Linked DNA regions of Zea mays: region 1 is linked to region 2. The links are chromatin contacts, called in public Hi-C maps. All regions are on one chromosome and are shown on one strand. Each heading gives the region's core, a stretch centred on a gene start, on an enhancer-like site or on the middle of the called end of the contact. The rest is flanking DNA. Distances are from core to core; before and after follow the strand shown.

Region 1 (7,171 bases), core at 1,217-3,716, 97 kb after region 2:
AGCCAGAACCCGCGCACGATCAGCTGCATGCGATTTTTACGCCGTAATTTTAGGCCCCGTTTGCTGTTACAAAACAGATATAAGATTTACGCTAAATTTCGTACTCATTTACGCTGTTTTAGATCACGTTTTACGCTGCAATCCGCTCGAGCCAGAACCAGATCGAGCGCGCGTAGATATACCTGACTGGGGCTTCCCATACTAATGGAAGCCCAGGGCTCCAATTACCATCACCCTATATATATATATATATATAAAACACATACATTAAAGGAGTGGGGGAGAGGAGGGGTGAACTGGATTGTGCACAAAAGCAGGGCACCGCCTGCACCTGGATCACTAGTAGAAAAGAGCTCAAAGCCTACGGCACCTATATATTTTTACAGACGGATCCGGTTATCCACCGACTGTGCTATTTCTAGTGGCGGTTCCTTAAGAAAACCGCCACTAGAAATCGTATTTCTACTGGCGGTTCCTTAAGAAAACCGCCAGTAGAAATCCATGATTTGTAGTGGCGGTTTTCTTAAGGAACCGCCAGTAGAAATACGATTTCTAGTGGCGGTTTTCTTAAGGAACCGCCACTACAAATCATTTTTATCCTTAATTTTTCGAGTTTTTCAAACGACCTCGTATGACAAAACCACCAAAATAAAAGTTGTAGATCTCTAAAAGTTATGAAACTTTGTAGTTGACAACTTTTTCATTTGAACTCATTTCGGTTCTCAAAAATTGAATCTAAGTATGTCAAATTTAAAATTCAAATTTTGCAAACTACCTCGGATGAAAAAAGTGTCAAAATAAAAGTTGTAGAACTTCAAAAGTTATTTATCTTTGTAGTTGACAAATTTTTTATTTGAATTCGTTTAGGGTCTCAAATAAGCAATTTATACTCAAATGGTTGTAATATGTGGAGAAAACAACTACAAACTAGACACAAGGCATGTCATAGACGGAGTGGTAGTGGAGGGTTCGCGCGAGAGTGAGGTCTACGGTAATTCGATTACTAACAACCGCGTAGCGCGCGAATTTTGCGCGAAAAATGCCGCGACTTGCGGGTGGGGTGGTCCTAATACAAATAAATTTTTTTACTATTTTTAAAATTTGTTTTATGTTTCCTGGAAACGATTTGCACTGGCGGTTTTATTACGTCGACCGTCAGTGAAAATCGATTTTCACTGGCGGTCTTCAGTTACCCGCCTGTAAAAATGATGATTTTTACTGGCCCCTAGCACTGGCGGTTACGATAAACGCCACTAAAAATAGGTTTATGACCGCCAGTATAGAACTTCTCTGTACTAGTGGATTTCATTGATTTTTTTTGCCGGTGTACGGCGATAAAAAAATGGGAGGTGTTATGAAAGAACATCCGGGAGGTGAGGAGAAGGATCGCATTCCGGCCAGCCCTAAGCGCAGTGCACTCTTGCTCTGGAAAAAAAAAGTATGTCATATCTGCAGACGGACATGTTTGGTTCAACTTTTTTATAACCAGCTTTTCTGAGAATCTGATCATGGAAAGAATTTGGTTGTAGAAAAAATCTAAGTATTGTGTAGATTACGTGTGAAGGAAAATGAAGTGATCCAAAGGGATTAGGATATAGAAAGTAACAGATTTCTACTATCGTGACAATTCGACCGATTTTATGTTCATTTTGATTTTAGACGGTTTTTAACAAAGCGATTCTTATAAAAGCTAGCTGAAAAACTAGGGTGTTTGGCGATATGCAGCAGCTAAGCTGGAGGTAGGTGTGCTAATTGTTTTTTTTATTTTTTTGGAATTGTTTTTTGGTGATCGATTAATCCATCACGACGACGACTGTCGCATCTAAGAGAGGCAATATACCAGGAAGCTTGCTTGGCACAACGCGTCCAATCCTTCTCTCCCAGCTGCTCAAATCAATGTGAGCTTAGCCTTGCGCACTGTTCGTCTCTGTACTGTTTACTTAAACCTCCATCGATCAGTTTACACGGCCTTGCGCAGAAATCTGTTTTCTCTCGAGAAGAGATTCTTATTCAGAGCTTCAGACGATCACCTGCCCATAAATAAAAATGTATAAAGAGAAGGGGAAAAAAACGCAAGCCACTTGCCTTGTATCTAACACTGACACCCGATCGTTGGTTGATCTCAAGACACAAGAGGCTTTGCAATATTTAACGGCAGCTGGTTTTATTCAGACGATCCGAAAGTGAAATCAGGAGGAAAATATACGAACCGAAAACCGAGAACGATCCTGATCACGCGTATAGTCTGCCACTTGCGCGTGACGGAGCCAGCAGATCGAGTTCCGTCGTTTTCAACTGCACTGGACACATGGCCCGCCCAGCCCCGCCCGCTAGACCTAGACATGCCAGCCCACGCACACCTCCTCTCCACGCTCGGCCGACACGAACTAACAGTACCACACCACCGTGCGCCTGCCAGCTCCGCCTCTTTATAAGCCAGGAACGCGCGCGCGCACACACAGGGACAGAGAAAGAGAGACGAACGCGCACGAGCTAGCTAGCTAGCTCGCTCGATCGGCAGAGTCATGGCGCCCAGCTTCGCCCGCTCCATCTCCTTCCCACTCAGCCCGTCCAGGTCATCAACGTCGTCGTCGGGCACCAAGCCCCGCGCGGGGGCGGCGGCGGCGGGCTCCACCGCCGCGGCGTACCACGCGCGCTCCGTCAGCCTGCCGTGCCGCTCGCACCCGATCCTCGCGCACCTCCACGCGCACATCGGCGCCGTGCGCGCCTGGGCACAAGACCCGCCGGCCACCTCCGCCCCCGGCGCCGCCGCGGGCCTGGCGCGCGTGGACGCGCTCCACGGCGCGCTCGCCGACCTGCTCGGCCTCCCCGAGGCGCGGGCCGCGCTGTCGCTCTCCGCCACCGGCGACCGCCTCCTGGACGCCTTCCTCCGCCTGGCCGACGCGCACGGCAGCTTCCAGGAGGCCGTGGTGGAGCTGAAGCGGGACGTGGCCGAGGCGCTGGCCGCCGCGCGCCGCCGCGACGGCGCGCGCCTCGCGTCCGCGCTCAGGTCGCAGCGGAAGGCCGCCAAGGACCTCGCCCGGCTCGCCGCCTGCGCGGCATCCGGCGGCGGCAGGCCCTCGCGCCTCGGCCTCAGCCTCGGCCTCGGCGGCGCGGCGGAGGTCGAGGTGGCCGGGCTGCTGGCCGAGGCCGCCGCTGCCACGGCCGCCGCGTCGGCCGCGCTGTTCGGCGCCGTCGCCGCCATGTCCGCGTCGGCCTCCGCGTGCTCCTGCAAGAGGACTGCGGCGCTCGTGTGCCTCACCAAGAAGGTGCCGGAGGAGGAGAAGGAGACGGCGGCGCTCGTGGAGAGGCTGGAGGAGCTGGAGGAGTGCATCGACGGCCTGGAGGCCGGCAGCGACAAAGTGTTCAGGAGCCTCGTGCAGACCAGGGTTGCGCTGCTCAACATACACACCCACATCGTCTAGCTCCAGAGTCCAGACTCCAATCTACTAATTAGTAGTTAAGCATATGCATGCTGTTTACTTGTTGATTAGCAGTCGTCGAAAAATGAAGATGCATGAGTGTAACTGTAATTCTGTAAATACGTGAGCTTTTTTGTACAGTTACGCTTGTGTATGTTTACTGCTGAATCATTATACGTGCTTTGCTTATGTTGTTGGGTTGATCTCATTCCAGCGATCGAGTCGGTCTGAATCGAACACCTTGTGTGCCTGGTTTGGGGCACAATAATGGCCTTTTAGTTATGATTTTGTTTCACACCGTGTATATCTCTGCTACTCCGTATTTGCACCAATGCCTCCGCCCCGACATTCTCGACGCCCGCTACCGCGATCCGCCTTTCACACTAACGCGCGCCGCCATTCACTCCTCAGCGACCCGCCATTCTCGCTCACACGCCCTCGCCCCAGCCCTTCCATGGAAGCCACACCTCTGCGCCGCCATTCACGCCTCCGCGCTGGTCGAATCCCAATATTTCATGGTCGTCAGACTGTGTTCAACGGTGTGCCCTTGGCTCCCCCTCCCCTACCACTGTAGCCGATTTAGGGGCTACAGTGCGCCCCTAAACCCTTCACCCGCTTCCTCCTCCTCCTCCTCTCCCCTCCCGATTCCTTCTCTCTCCCGCTAAATGGATGAGCACGCTATGTCGGATTTCTCCCTCGCAGTCGGTTCCTTCGGCCACACGATCGCGCGCTAGGAAAACTCCGCGGAGGGCGAAGGAGGCGAAGCAAGGGCGACGTATCCGCCGCCGGAGAAGGTAGCCGTCGATCCGCTTCATTCGAGCTTCAAGGTCCACCCGCGATGAGCAAAGCAGGCGACGGCCCCTGCTCGGCCCCGGTCCCGACGGCCACGGTCGCGGCGGCCGCGGTGCAGAAGCAGAAGTCGCTACTGCAGAAGGCAGACGCCGACGTCTCCAGCCTCGTCGACAATTTCTCCTCCCTCATCAACATCGCCCGAGTATGTCCGTGCGCCTCCGTTCACCCTCGAATCTGGCAGCCTGAAGCACTCCGCACTAACCCTAGCTCGGAATGCCATGGTTAGGTCAACGATCCGCCAGTGTGCAACTCGCAGGAGGCCTTCCAGATGGAGATGCGCGCCACCCGCATGGTATGGACCTACTCGCTGCCCACCGATCGTTAGCGGATTTGGTTCTGAAACTGTGTTTGAATCAGACATCCCTATTTAGTTATTTCCTAGATACATTAGCAAAATTTTGGAGCGAGGATATTTGACACCCAAAAAAAACATGTACCGTGGTTTCGAAGCCGTTTTGGTATAGAACATCGTGACTGTTATGCCTTTGCAGTGCCCAAAATTGGGGTTATAGGAGAGATAAGTAATTGCATGGTCTAATTCTTATAAACGCAACAGATTATTGCTTTCTCGTTTGTCTGGAAATGATAATTTTGCTTTACTTTTGTGATTCTGCTAGGGCATGAGAATCTAGAAGGCTGCACAGTTGTTCCAAGTGTACTATACTATAAAAGCAATGCATGAGCTTCTTCCAGGTCTTAAGTTCTGACAAGCTCAACTTGGCTCCAATCTAGTTAATTTACAGGACAAGGAGGAGTTGAATTCAGCCAATTGTTCTTTTTGTCACTGTCATCAGTTTATATCATGTACAACATATAAGTTGTTGGGTGATATACTCTTATTATAGCTTGACTGCTTGAGATAGGCAGTCTATAGAATCATAAAGGATATGCTTCCTCGTATCGGTGAAATATTAGTCCTTCTAGGTCTGTCCTAAGTCAAACTCTTTTACCTTTGACCTTCAGTATGTGAAGTTTTGTATAGATTGAGAACGCAAGTTTCACATGGCTAGACGCATTATAAAAACTGAAAAGTAACTTTATGATATGTATAACTCTCTTATATTTAAGCTTATAGAGTAATATATCGGTATAAATATTGCTGCTCAAAGTTAAAAAAAGTCTGATCAGTGGAAGTAATATACTAAGATGCATGTCTGTCTGTAATATTAAATTGGATACTCTATGGTGATGTGAAAGTGGAAGTGCAAAATGTGATACTGTTATAGGTGTGACCTGGCATGGGGATTAATTGTGAAGTTTTAATACTAATTACGAAGTTTGCTAATTAATTGTGGACCAAGTTACGGCCGCGTACTGTACATAGAACAAATAAAAATAAAACTAATATTGGATGGTAGTTGAGTTAGTTGATGATGAAAGTATATAATATTGGTGTAGTGGGGTTTAGAGGTTTGATATAGGGGGAACCGTTGTAGAGCGTGGAGATATAGGGGGAGAAAGAACGCTGACGTGGCACGTGAGTGGAATATAGGGGGAGAAATTTAGGGGGAACCGCTGAAGTCAGTCTCAAGACCTTTCATCGATAGTGTGCTCGACCGCGCCCACGCCATCCTCGCCCACTCCCCGCCATTCCCTTCCATCGGTGTCCGATAGCCTTCACGATGGATTCCCTTGCCTGCCCCCATAAGGACCACGCCCGCACCCGCCTGCCCATGCGAGGTTCCGCCCCTCGCCTCGCAACCCCGCACCCGCCGCCTCGCTATGGCAATCACTATCGGAATCCGGGCCTTTGTCGAGTGTCAGCATCTTTGCCGAGTGCTTTTTCTTGCGCACTCGACAAAGCAGCCTTTGCCGAGAGCCGCACTCGGCAAAGTCCTGCTCTCGGTAACGAGCTGATTTACCGAGTGCAGGACACTCGGCATAAAAAACTCTCAGCAAAGACACGTTTACCGAGTGACAAACACTCGAAAAAGGCGGCTCTCGGCAAAGGGCCGTCAGCGGCTGTTCTAAAGCTGACGGCCGTCAGCCTTTGCCGAGGGCTGAGGTCGGCACTCGGCAAAGACCTCTTTACCGAATGTATTCTTTGGACACTCGGCAAAGTATATTTTTATTTTTTTAATTTTGGCAACCAAACTTTTTGTGGTATGTTCCTACACTATGTAGACCTACATATATCATTTTGGGACAATTATAACAGAGTTTTCAATAGGTAGTAGATTTAATTCGTTTATTTGAATTTCTTCGGAAAATTCAGATTGAAATGCAGGTCACTCGAAACTTGAAAAATCGTGCATGCAAAAATGATATTCATGCTACTTAGCACAAGTTACGACCGATTTCAGGAGCGGACCGAAAACTTCGAGCAACATGCTCACTAAACATGGTCGTGAACTTGCCATTCACGTGCTTAAAAATTGTATAAAACACAAACAAATTTAGAAAATCATGAAACTTGTCCACGTGTCATGATATCATATATAGAGGCTGTGATAAAAATTTGAGAAAGTTTCGAGAAAGCTGTGACACACTATGTGTAGAAACCTAAAAGATCAAGAGGCTCGTAATATACGTGTTGCGTTGGCCACAGATGTGTTGAATCCCTATGGAATGAGCGCTGCCCCATACACATGTGTGGCCCGTGTTTGTTATCCCAATCAATCTTTCCCCTGGTGTGTGCTTTCAAAGGCAGAATATATTCGTGTCGTTGATAATTCCCGGACACTCGGGGAATAAAATGGGCGTGTACATGGAGCCTTTGATCGATGAATTGGTACGTGCCTGGGAGGAAGGGGTATGGACGTATGACCGAGGTACGAAGACAAACTTCAGAATGCATGTTTGGTACCAGTACTGTCGGGGACCATAATTAGGGGTACCCTCAAGACGCCTAATTCTCAGCTGGTAACCCCCATCAGCATAAAGCTGCAGAGGCCTGA
Region 2 (6,874 bases), core at 1,895-4,394:
ACAAAATTCTGTAGCTCTTTCTACCGCTGAAGCCGAGTACATTGCCGCAGGCCATTGTTGCGCGCAATTGCTTTGGATGAGGCAAACCCTTAGGGACTATGGTTACAAATTAACCAAAGTTCCTCTCCTATGTGATAATGAGAGTGCAATCCGCATGGCGGATAATCCCGTTGAACACAGCCGCACTAAGCACATAGCCATTCGGTATCACTTTTTGAGGGATCACCAACAACAGGGGGATATCGAGATTGCTTATATTAACACCAAAGAACAATTAGTTGATATCTTTACCAAGCCATTAGATGAGAAATCATTTACCAAACTTAGGCATGAGCTAAACATTCTTGATTCTAAGAACTTTGATTGATTCCTTGCACACATAGCTCATTTATATACCATTGATCATATCTCTTTCATGTGCTATGACTAATGTGTTTCTCAAGTGTATTTCATGCTAAGTCATAGATTGAAAGGGAAATGGAGTCTTCGGCGAAGACAAGGCTTCCACTCCACTCCATCGAATTATTCATCCTTCGTCGTAACTCCGCACTTTTCTTCACTTTGGTATAATCCTTCACTCATATATTGTTTGCCAAAGGGGGAGCGAAAGTAAAAGGGCTTATTTCACTCACAAGTATCCATTTTTGGCGATTCATGCCAAAAGGGGAGAAAGTATTAGCCCAAAGCAAAAGGACCGCACCACCACCAATTTCAAAAATGTAGTCTTTCAATTTAAAAAAAAGTTTTTCAATTGATATCTTATTTTTTATATAATTTCAAAATTGATATGACCCCCTTTCAAAATTAATATCTAAAACCCTCTTGAACACTAAGAGGAGAATTTCATTGAGGGGGAGTTTTGTTGAGTCAAAGGAAAAACATTTGAAACAGGGAGAGAAAATTTCAAATCTTGAAAATGCTTCTTGAAATCCTATTCATTTACCTTTGACCATTTGCAAAAAGACTTTGAAAAGAATTTCCAAAAGAATTTGCAAAAACAAAACAAGTGGTGCAAGCGTGGTCCAAAATGTTAAAATAGAAGAAAGCATCCATGCATATCTTATGAAATGTATATTGGTTTAAATCCAAGCAACCTTTGCACTTACCTTATGCAAACTATTCCAATTCTGCACTTACATATTTGCTTTGGTTTGTGTTGGCATCAATCACCAAAAAGGGGGAGATTGAAAGGGAAATAGGCTCACACCTTTTCGTAAATGATTTTGGTGGTTGAATTGACTAACACAAATTATTGGACTAACTAGTTTGCTCTAGACTATAAGTTCTACAGGTGCCAAAGGTTCAACACAAACCAATAAAAAGTCCAAGAAAGGGTTCAAATAAAAAAAGCAAAAGACAACCGAAGGCTGCCCTAGTCTGGCACACCGGACACTGTCCGGTGCACCAGGGAGATCAACTCCAAACTTGCCACCTTCGGGTTTTCTGGGAGCCACTCCGCTATAATTCACCGGACTGTCCGGTGTGACAGCGGAGCAACGGCTAACTGCGCAAACGGTCGTCTGCAAAAGTCTACAGTGAACAATAAACAGGGCAACTGCGTGCGCAGAAGTCAGAGCAGGCGCCAGAAGGCGCACTGGACAGTGAACAGGATCTGTCTAGTGCACCACCGGACTGTCCGGTGGCCCAGTTGTCAGAAGCTCCAACAGTCGAACCCCAACGGTTGGGTGATGTGGCTGGCACACCGGATAGTGTCCGGTGCGCCCTTCGACAGCAGCCTTCCTCAACTGTCACTTTGGTGGTTGGGGCTATAAATACCCCCCAACCACCAACACTTCAAGGCATCCAAGTATTCAACCAACACATTTAATACAAGAGCTAGTGAATTCAATACAAGACACAAATAGAGTCAATCAAAATCTCTCTAAGTCCAAATTCCACTCAAAAGCATTAGTAACTAGAAGAGAGAGTTTTGTCGTGTTCTTTGAGCTCTTGCGCTTGGATTGCTTTTCTTCTTCCTCCATTCTTGCTCTCAACTCACTTGTAATCAAAGTAATAGACACCAAGTTGTGGTGGTCCTTGTAGTGGACTAAGTGTCCTGTTTGATTGAAGAGAAAAGCTCACTCGGTCTAAGTGACCGTTTGAGAGAGGGAAAGGGTTGAAAGAGACCCGGTCTTTGTGACCAACTCAACGGGGAGTAGGTTTGTAAGAACCGAACCTCGGTAAAACAAATCATCGTGTCATCCGCTCTTATTCGCTTGTGATTTGTTTTCGCCCTCTCTTTCGGACTCGCTTTTATTTCTAACGCTAACCTCGGCTTATAGTTGTACTTAAACTTTATAAATTTCAGATTTGCCTATTCACCCCCCCCCCCTCTGGCGACTTTCAGTTTGATAGTCCCTAAGTAGGTCAATCCACATCTTGAGAACATGCGATAATCTCAGGTCTAAGGACACAGTATACATGTTACAAAAAGAGAACTATATTACAATATCTCACATTGGGTCGGTCCAGCCTCATGTCATACATGCGCCCACATTATTAGTTCGACATCTCCATGTCCATGACTTGTGAAATGTAGTCATCAACTAATATATGTGCTAGTCATCGACTCTGACCAGGGACATCATTTAGAATAACCATACAAGTAAAGAATCTCACAAACAATTCACATAATTGCTAATCAATACAGGGTGTCTTTCATGGATATTCAGTTAAGCAATATATATCTCATGGATACAAAAAAATATGCTCATCTCTATGATTATCTTTAGGGCATATTTCTAACAACAAGTTCTATATATAGAGACATGAGACCCCTCAGGGCAAAATCGGTATTAGCTCATATAACCCTAACTAGGGTTACTTAACAGTGGTAACTGCATGGACGACGATGACGACGCCGAGGCAAGGGGCGCGTGGGGCGTGTACAATGTGTCAGCTCCGGTAGCACCAGGTTAGTAGTAGGGATTTAATACTTTCCTAGCCCAGTTTGGTTTTTTTTTGTCTCCTTGTTGGACAAGATTCGGCCGGCCTTCGGTTCTCTGCCTGCCTCGGCTCGCAAGAGCCCAGCCGGGCTCATAAATTGAAGCAGTCCGAGGTTTCTTTTTTTCTGTAGGTGTGGATGGGCCAGCGTCTACGTAGGAAGCCTGCTACTGCTATACCGTCGAGACGGATCGCGTCGTGGGCTGGGCTCAGTGAGTGAGACTGCACGCTGAGTGACAGCACATACATTGAAGCTGTGCTTGCTGCTTGTTTATTGATCCGCAGTGCCAGTGAGCTGCGAGGTCTGAGATCCAGATGCAAGTTGCTTGCATTGCATTGCAATGTCGATGACCCATCCATCCACTCCAGCTGTCCAGTCCAGAGGCGCGGCCCAGCCGACAATTGCAACCAGAGCTCGGCCTTCTGCCAGACCAGTGCCACTCATGGCGCCTCCCTGCAGAGAGCTGCGTTGTCATGCATGGAATGGCGTGCGTCGATCGGTGCGAGGTGGAAGACGCACGCACGACAACCCGCACGAGGGGCTGGGGGGGACACAGGGAATCTCTTCACCTCTCTGGAGACTGGAGTACTCTACTAGCTATAGTTTATGCATTGGTAAGCAACCTCAACACCAACAGCTAGCAACGGTACGTGGAGCTGAGTCTCAGTTGATGCCTATATTTTATGTATTGGGCCTAAAACACGGTCAGCTACATCTCCACCACTACTAGCCGGTATGGCATGGTGTGCGGGCGCGCGCTGGCTTTGCTTACCTGTATAGATGTTGTCGTGTTGTGATAATACCATAATCCTCTGCATGACGCAGGACGTTTTTATTTATAGGAATTAGGCCTGCAAACGGGATAGGTGTAAGTAGGTATTTTAGGTGGGTTTAAGAAATAGTTTTGTTTTGGTGGGTTATGATAGGTTTTAATTGTTAATGAGTTAGGTGCGTTTATTTTGTATTGTGGGTTGAAATGGTTGATAACCATGGGTGTAGATGGATTTGTATAGGTGTGGATTTCTATGGGTCTTCACCTATCCGTAGACCGTATGACTGTATTCGAGTCTACTCCCAATTTAGTCTCAAGTCCCAACATACCCAACTCAACCCTAACTCTCCAAGTCTTCACCCGTGCACCGACGGTCGCATCCAGCTTAGACACTTTCACACTTAGATGCCGACGCCCCTGTCCCCTGGCGCACGCTCTTGCATACGAAGCGAACACACTGTCGCCCCAGGCCCGTTCACACATAGTTCTTTTCTTTTCACTTCTAGGGAGATTTATGCGTCGTTCGGTGGGCTTCTGATGCTACCTAGATGTGCCCTTCCATTGTTGCTAGCTTCGAGCTTGATCAGAGACTCTTTTCACAGCTGCTAGTTTATCTTTCTTGCCAAAAAGATAATTGTTCCTTAAGGATCTTTAACATATGTTTTTTGTTATTCTCTCGAGACATAAATGTTTATCGACTAAACTTGTTTTTGTATCAGTGTATAATATTATTGTCACTGTTTTTTATATCGTGGACTATGTTTTTGTATATCATTGAAACTACCTATAAAATTGTCACTGTATATCAGTGTATGTATATGCAGTTGGCTTGATGTGACACAATAAGCTGAAACTACGGGGTTTCCACCTAATTACGGGTTGGTTTGGGGTTAATAATATTATTGGATGGTTGGGTTTAATTTACTTCTTATATTTTTGGATGGGTGTGGGATGAATATCAAAGTTATTATTTGGTTATGAGTGGGCGTAGGTTGGATTTTTATCCATTAGCAGGTCTAATAGGAACTAAAGATATAATATATCTTTACTTAAAAACTTAGCATGTTCGCTTTACTTTAATTTGTACTGTTTTTCTCTTAGCGAACAGGGGCTGCCGGGCTGGCCTTGAAGCTCAACAGGTCGCGACGACATGCCGTTGCGTCCGTACATGTCGTCGTCCCGGCTGGACCAAGCGGCGGAGATCCGATCGAGCAGAGGGGGCCGTGTCGCTAGCTCCAACAACAAGCGAGACCAGCGTATGCATGCAGCAGGAGGAGCAGGGAGCACGGAACACGAGGGAAGCATCTCATCTGGCTGCATATGCCAGGCCTCCCCTCTCTCGCATCGCATCGCATCGCATGCAGGCAGGCCCCTGTGACCCTGTCGCCCGTTATGCCCATTGATATGCATGCCTCCCGGATCCTGTCTCCCTCTCTGTCGTCGTCCTCCAGCTCCAGCACGCCATCGTCGACCCATGCATGATGCATCATTGTCAAACTAATGATCAGAGACGATACTCGTACTACATGTCAAACCACGCACCCACTAGACGAAGAAGACAAGCATGCATATGCCGTTGGCCCGGTGCATGGAGACTCGATCGAGAGACACATGTGCCTCTCTAGCAGATCAGGACGCGTATAGTAGTTAGCAGCCAGGACCAGGAGGCAGCTGGCAGCTAGCCAGGCGGCCGCCCGGCCAACCCTGAGTGCCTCGACCTCTGCGCGCGGCCGCGGCCGGCCATGCATCGCGGATCATGTCGCCATGCATAGCGCGTAACGGGCGAACAAAACACACCTCGTGTCCTGCTGCGTGCGCGCCCTGCCAGTGCCATCGATCGACCCCACGAGAACACCAACAGTCGACCAAGTTGTTTCTAGGGGCGTGCTGGATATATATATACGCACTAATAATTAATTTTGTACATTGTGTAATTTGATTACTGAATCGTTAAATGGTTTGATCATATATATATATATATATATATATATATATATATATATATATATATATATATATATATATATATATATATATATATATATATATATATATATATATATATATATATATATATATATATATATATATATATATATATATACTAGGAGAGTGCCCGTGCATTGCAACGGGGACGTATAAAACCACGATAAACTATGTGGCAAATCGAGAAGTTTTACCTATACCAGTGTTCTCGATTTGTATATCAGCTATGCTTCCTGTGGAGCAAGGAAGCGAACGCAAGCCATCCTTTTGTATTAGTGCATTCTGTTCAGTTCTTACTTGATCATCCCGTGTTCTCGCGTGTGCCATGGCCGAGTGGCAAGCTCAACACTGGTATTGTTGTCTTGTCTCAAATGAAGTCCGGTTCCACAAGTTAACCGGAAATCTTCATGGGTGATAGTTGTGTCAGATTCTTCCACGCATAGGGCAAGTAATGCAAGTGATAGCTGTGTCAGTTTACCCCCATTTTCTTGGACATCACTTGTCTCAAATAAAGTCTATTGGAGGTTCGCAATTTATGTTCTGTGGCATCGCATGGGCACCTACCTAGTTACAACTGAGGTGTTGTTTGGTTCGCGTATTTTCATCCGTCAACGATTCACAGCGGGCCCCAATCACCTTGCTTCTCGTTTGGTTCGGTTCGAACGGCATCAATTCACGCGCTATCAGATACAGACCTTCAGAATGATGATACCGCTCTCATCCTGGCGTCTTCCCATCGCATATGCACCCGCTTACTGTCCCATCTCTACCAGAAGCAACCACACGCAATTACCAAACAAAACCTGGTACCCGTTGAACCGGAACAGCTAGCGGGGTTTTGCATTTACATTAACATTACCGCTCCTCACAAGGAACCAAACAGCACCTGAATGCAAGATGCCAGCCACATAACCCGCCTACTAACGCGTCCATCCCCACGTCTGGGTTGTGCGGCCGGCCCACTACTGAAACTAAACATGCTCACTACTTCCTACATGCACAGCACGAGTGATCAGCCACGACCAAGCTGATTACCGGTGCTGCCTGAATGACGGAAATACCAAAACAAAAACAGATGATGACCCACAAGTGCAGGGTTTACAGCAACAGGGGTTTCCCCAGTGAGATCAGTAATTTTCTCTTGAAGCCAATGAAATTTGAGTCCCAGGCTC

What was found. Hi-C and Micro-C count contacts between places; a contact is called where the count stands out from the background.
Region 1: a contact with region 2 is called in a Hi-C map of ear, with 4 times the contacts expected there. The contact joins the promoter of LOC100274804 here to the enhancer-like site in region 2. A contact is called at or near these places in 4 of 25 Hi-C or Micro-C datasets (ear, leaf, root tip and 1 more) and 1 of 3 datasets of contacts at active chromatin or transcription factors (leaf).

Annotation. Positions count from the first base shown.
Region 1 is chr5:64,794,847-64,802,017 of Zm-B73-REFERENCE-NAM-5.0, forward strand. LOC100274804 reads left to right here and starts at 2,467. Exons shown (of 1, transcript NM_001374278.1): 1 at 2,467-3,562. The coding sequence starts at 2,526. The coding sequence ends at 3,425. It overlaps LOC111589270 (mediator of RNA polymerase II transcription subunit 22a-like), which reads left to right and starts at 3,836. Exons shown (of 3, transcript XM_023300063.2): 1 at 3,836-4,416; 2 at 4,501-4,566; 3 at 4,892-5,305. The coding sequence starts at 4,261. The coding sequence ends at 4,906.
Region 2 is chr5:64,696,942-64,703,815 of Zm-B73-REFERENCE-NAM-5.0, forward strand. No RefSeq gene overlaps it. Among protein-coding and RNA genes, the nearest start is that of LOC103628242, 63 kb to the left of the region's middle. Within about 2 kb of position 3,145, at least 17 of the 20 cell types and tissues checked have an H3K27ac peak or open chromatin away from gene starts, as enhancers often do. A contact at or near this core is called in ear, leaf, root tip and 1 more, where this site is marked.